Linked DNA regions of Zea mays: region 1 is linked to region 2. A link is a contact called in public Hi-C data. All regions are on one chromosome and are shown on one strand. Each heading gives the region's core, a stretch centred on a gene start, on an enhancer-like site or on the middle of the called end of the contact. The rest is flanking DNA. Distances are from core to core; before and after follow the strand shown. Region 1 holds the start of LOC100286375 (40S ribosomal protein S10). Region 2 holds the start of LOC100277532.

What was found. Hi-C and Micro-C count contacts between places; a contact is called where the count stands out from the background.
Region 1: a contact with region 2 is called in a Hi-C map of tassel, with 2.9 times the contacts expected there. The contact joins the promoter of LOC100286375 here to the promoter of LOC100277532 in region 2. A contact is called at or near these places in 3 of 25 Hi-C or Micro-C datasets (ear, endosperm and tassel).

The regions. Positions count from the first base shown.
Region 1 is chr3:148,501,353-148,504,201 of Zm-B73-REFERENCE-NAM-5.0, forward strand. It overlaps LOC100286375 (40S ribosomal protein S10), which reads left to right and starts at 1,478. Exons shown (of 5, transcript NM_001159262.2): 1 at 1,478-1,562; 2 at 1,655-1,703; 3 at 1,877-2,159; 4 at 2,429-2,564. The coding sequence starts at 1,560.
Region 2 is chr3:148,183,812-148,186,761 of Zm-B73-REFERENCE-NAM-5.0, forward strand. It overlaps LOC100277532, which reads right to left and starts at 1,286. Exons shown (of 1, transcript NM_001328677.3): 1 at 708-1,286. The coding sequence starts at 1,175. The coding sequence ends at 963. LOC103650703 (G-type lectin S-receptor-like serine/threonine-protein kinase LECRK1) reads left to right here. Exons shown (of 1, transcript XM_008676271.4): 1 at 1-898. The coding sequence ends at 631.

The DNA.
Region 1 (2,849 bases), core at 228-2,727, 320 kb after region 2:
TTGCCCGCTTTTTTCGTGCTTACCGGTCCGGCCCGTTTAGACCCGTTGCGGGCCGGACTCGGACAGAAAAACGAGCCCGCAGGTTTAAATGGCCTGATCTGATCCGTTTTTCTAACCGTGCCCAGTGGGTCGAATTTAAAATGAGCCGGACTTTAACGGGCTTAGGCCGAACGGTCCGTTTGCATCTCTATTTAGACGTACAGTTGGTTCTCATCCATCCAGTCATCGATTGATGCAGACACAAACTGAGTTCAAAGTAGCACGCACTGTCTCCTATCCTATCTGAAAGCGACGCGGAGCGAGGTGACGGATGTGGAGGAGAAACTGAAGCTGCAAGTACTAGGCCGCGGCCCATGACTAGCTCCAGAAAGTAAAGCTTTTCTTTGCGTCGATCGATCACGTACACGCCTCGCTGGCTGTTTCAGTTAAACGCCGTCACTGTCGACTACTTGTTGTGTGGTCTGCATACTTTGCATCTCTTTGCTCCTTGACCAGGAGCAAAAGTTGATCTTTTTTTTTCTTTTTTCAGTCTTCACATCGATCACAACATTGCCAATCATCCTGTCATCATCATACATGTGTTGATGTGTAGGCCCCATGTACGATGCGACTAGACTAGCCATGCATCTCGAGTATATAAGCAGCAGTAAGAGCAACTTCAAAAGGAAATGATATTTTTTTTTTAAAAAAAACTGATCACAAGGGACATACTAAAATAAAGTTTTAGGGATGGAAGAAACTGTTACTTCAGCAATCCGCAAAATATTAAACAACTGACGCGGATGAGTCCGATGATAAAAAGAAATATTGTGGTTCTATCCAAAGACATTGAGTCCTTATACGAGACAGAATAGTGGGGTATCATGAAAAGAAATTATTATAAGAGAATTCTACAAATGAACATTGCTATTTCAGACGAATATATATATATATATATATATATATATATATATATATATATTACATATGTTTCTGTATTTTTTAAAGTTAGTGTATGTCCGGCTACCTAATGTAGCTGTCTTGTCTCCCTCCATCCAGCTACCTCCATTCATTCGGCCCCTGCACTCGTCGTAGGCTCGTAGCTAGCGTCACAGGACGGGTGTCGATGGCGTCCACACGAGGGACGAGCAAATATGAGGGAAATGAGGCTGTAAATAAGGGACGTGAAGTTTTCGGGATAAAAAAAGATCTGTTAGACTAATTAAAAAGCGAATATTTCTCTAATATTAATTTTGGGGTTAGTTTAGGGTTTTTTTAAAGTCGCTCTAAGTACTAATCTATCTCCTACCCTAGCGACATCTGAATCTGAATTCCGATGAGAATGTCCTCCCGCATTTCACAGGCCCAATGCCTAGCCCAGCTTACTTCCTACTACGTCTTATGGAAATGGGCCGACTTCAACCTGTAACGAAGAGAGGGACCCGTGCGGCCCAGGTCCGCCTCTCCCTATATACCAACTCGCCACAAATGTAGGGTTTTCTGTCCGCGCCACCGCTCCTCGACCCCCGCCCAACACTCCCAGCCGTCACGCCGTCGCCGCCGCGAGTCCTTCATTCACCATGGTGAGCGCCTCTCATCGATTCCATTACCTCGTCTGTTGGTTCATTACCAATGCTTCTTCTAACGTGATTTCCATCCCTTCCTCCGTTCGCAGATCATCTCCAAGAAGAACCGCCGCGAGATCTGCAAGTACATCTTCCATGGTGAGCTCCTTCTCCTCCCTCTTCGCCCGTCCCCCTAGGCGCGCCCAATATAAGATTATTTCATTAGATTTAGATACCAATTCAGACATTACAAGCATTAGCAATATTCGGATCGTGTACGACCCAAGCCCGTCCTTGTCTTAGATTGAGAACCGTTCAACTTTATGTTGCAGAGGGGGTTCTATATGCCAAGAAGGACTACAACCTGGCCAAGCACCCCAAGCTTGACGTGCCCAACCTGGAGGTGATTAAGCTCATGCAGAGCTTCAAGTCCAAGGAGTATGTCAGGGAGACCTTCTCCTGGCAGTACTACTACTGGTACCTCACCAACGATGGCATTGAGCACCTCCGCAGCTTCCTCAACCTGCCGTCAGAGGTTGTGCCCAACACCCTCAAGAAGTCCTCCAAGCCCCCGTCCCGTCCCTTTGGCTCTGGCCCACCGGGTGACCGCCCCAGGTACATTTGTCACACTAGAGTTGTTTGCAGTTCTGTATTCTGACACCAGATTTTCACATGATGATAATTGAACTCGTCATTGCTGCCTGCTATTTTGACAGTCATTGTGAATTGTTCCAGAGCCTACAAATTTTGTTTCGTATGCATCTAATTTTGAAATTGCCATAAGGCTTCTACATTTACTTTTGTACATTATATCATATTCCTGGATTGCTAGTAGAGTTTCACCATGAAGCCATGGTTACTTACCTATTATGTTTATTTGACAGGGGTCCCCCTCGCTTTGGGGAAGACAGACCTAGGTTTGGGGATAGGGATGGTTACAGAGGAGGTCCACGAGGTGCAATGGGTGATTTTGGTGGTGAGAAGGGTAGTGCTCCTGCGGATTTCCAGCCATCTTTTAGGGTAAGTTCTAGAAAACTGCGCGCATCTCACATATTTTTTTGTTTACATTGGTTTCTTAACTCACAAATGTCCAGTTCGTTTCAAGAAAACAAGCTTATTTTTTGCACAACTTGTCCAGCTTTGTTACTCCCGCTCTCTTCCAAATTATTAGATGTTTTTTTTCTAGATTCGTGGTTTTTGCTACGCACTTGGATATACAGTATGTCTAGTTACATAATAAAAGGGATGCATTTAGAAATGTCAAAGTGTCTTATAATTTGAACCGAGGGAGTACTTAAGTTTGTG
Region 2 (2,950 bases), core at 36-2,535:
CAACGGGTCGCTGGCGGAGCGTCTGTTCAAGAACAGCGGCGGCGGGGGCCCGCCGGGGTGGGACGAGCGGATGGGCATCGCGCTGGACGTCGCACGCGGGCTGCGCTACCTCCATGACGAGCTGGACAGCCGGGTGATCCACTGCGACGTGAAGCCGCAGAACATCCTGATGGACGCGTCGGGGACGGCCAAGATCGCCGACTTCGGGCTGGCCAAGCTGCTGCAGCCGGAGCAGACGCGGACGTTCACGGGGGTGCGCGGCACGCGCGGGTACCTGGCCCCCGAGTGGTACCGCGGCGCCGGGCCCGTGACGGTGAAGGCGGACGTGTACAGCTACGGCGTGGTGCTGCTGGAAATCGTGACGTGCCGGCGGAGCATGGAGCTGGAGGAGGCAGGCGAGGAGCGGACGCTCATGGAGTGCGCGCACGAGTGGTTGGTGCGCGGCGAGGTGTGGCGGGTGGTTGGCGGCGACGATGCCGTGGACGTCACGGAGGTGGAGCGGGCGGTTAAGGTGGCAGTGTGGTGCGCGCAGGCGGAGCCCCAGGCGAGGCCCGACATGAGGAGCGTCATCCTGATGCTCGAAGGGCTCGTGGAGGTGCCGTTCCCCCCGCCGCCGCCGGCATCCTTGTGATCCCCAGATACGGGTGGGGGATTGGAGGTGCGGCATCATCATTACACTTGTAAATGAAACAAGGTCGACACAGCAGTTTAAAAGGAAGACTAAATCATATAGGTCATTACACTTACAAATTGCAGGAATTACAAAACGATGAGTCGATCCTCGATCGATGTATGAGAAGAAATCAACGCGACAAACAGATAGTAGTAGTATAGTAGAAGAATAGAAAGGAAAAAAATTCGACGGGGTCGAGAAATTAGAGGAGGAAAATTGATCGAATCATATGTGGGTTGCTGACGGAGCAGCGATTATATCGAGCTGAAGCGATGAATGCGCTGGGCGATCAAGCCGGCGCGGCGCCGGCGGCACCGGCGCCCTGATCCGTGGAGCCGCACGCCTGGTTGCACATCTTGGTGCAGGCGGGGTCTTTCTTGCCGTTGGCGCAGCGCTCGTAGCAGTCGTCGTAGCAGCCGTACGCGGTGGCCACGGGCGCCGCCGCCGCCACCACCAGCAGGGCCACCAGGGCCAGCGCCACAATCCTCATGCTCTGCGCCATTATTGCTGGGCGGTGGTGATGTTCTTGCTACGGTTGGCGACGACGGATGGTGGTTTTTGCTATTGTGAGTGCTGCTGCTATGCTATCTTTGGGGAGCCTTGGCAATGTCGTCCCTGCATTGAGGTGGAGTGTGTGTATATATACAGCAAAGGAAAGGAAGGAGAGGAGGGGGTGGACATGAGTGTGGGGACGTGCGAGCTTCACGGGACATCAATGGCCGCATGTTCCAGCTCCAGGAGTCGGTGACGACGGCAAGCGCAAGCCAGACACGTGGCGTTGGCAGAAACGTATGAACCAGGGGAAGGGGAATGCCTCACATATGCAGATCTTGAACTTCTTCACCTTGCAAACATTGTCTAGAAGGCTTGCCGTATAAATCTTTTGGGCCAGCAATACAGTAGCTTATTGGGGGCGAAGACGAACATCCTACCCTTCGTTCGATGCCTTCGTCGCCTTGTCACTCCAACAAAGACTATATCCACAGAGCACGCCAGAGCAAGACGAAGGCGTCGAATGGGTGAAGAACGACGCGGTCTCCCTTCGAACTCTCCGTTGCAAGTCAAAGTCTACTAGTCTCACATTCTCACCGCGTACGGGTGGCCCATGCGAGTTTCAGCCCACTGTAACGGGCCCCGCGCGGATAAATGCATTACGGCCCGCGTTTGTAATAGCCTTTACTGTAATGATTGTCTGTAACCTCCCTCGTGCGAATATTCTGGAGACAAACCGGACACTTGAGGGCATAAACGTTTTTGACAAGGGACGAGTGGTCACTCGAGTGCCTATAAATACCCCCGTACAGTGCCATCACAGGGCCAAATATAATAGAGCTATTATTATCCCACGACAAGCTTTGCAAACACTATTTCCACTTTTCCATTGAATCAACTTAACCAGAAGAGCAACTTCCAACACAACTCTTGCAGAAGCAACAACCATACAAGGACAGAGCAAGAAACGCAAACAGGTGAAACGACACCAAACATTTCAGTCGTTTTCAGGAGTTCTAAATATACTGCTATCCACTGCTTAGCTAATGTCTGACGCCGTAGTGAGGACAGCAGCGCTGGTACAGTGGTACCCCATCTGTCAACTACACGGGCCATTTTTTTTATGTAGTCTGACTAACCAGTTTTTACGACGCTGGTAAAACATAAACGGAGTTTTATTTTAGTTTCTCAAACACACAGTTGCCTATCTTTGATAGGAGTCATTTCTCAGGTTTTTGCAGCTTCCTTTCTTTTGTGATTGTTCCCCATTTCTCAGGTTTGTGACCACTGCTTCATTGGGTCAACAACAACGTCAGTAGGTCGTTCTCCCAATTGGTATTTATCAAGTTGATTATTCAGTTTCAGTTCAGTCACTTAAATTCATGCTAGGCTCATAGCAAACCTACATGTGAAAAATTGCAGAGGAAAAAATATTAGAAGAAACGTCTCACTCCATCAGCTTTGCATTTAAGAAACGCGGATTGTACTAGTGGGTATATTGATTTGAACGTCTCCTCGGACGATTCAAGAGGCCCAGCAAGTTGACACGGTTGAAATTTACGCAAAATCTATGCACATTTTGGTCAATGTGCCCTAAACCACAACATTGAACTCTGCACCAAGCCTCAGTTTCTTCATGGTGCGCATAGGCTCTGACCACTTTAAACGCAGATGCAACTATGTATAGCTGTTTGATTGGGATCCACAAACTCATTAAACCATCTCCAGCAGCTTACCTATACTCATATCTATATTCAAACTACACTCTATAACAGTGGAATCTAC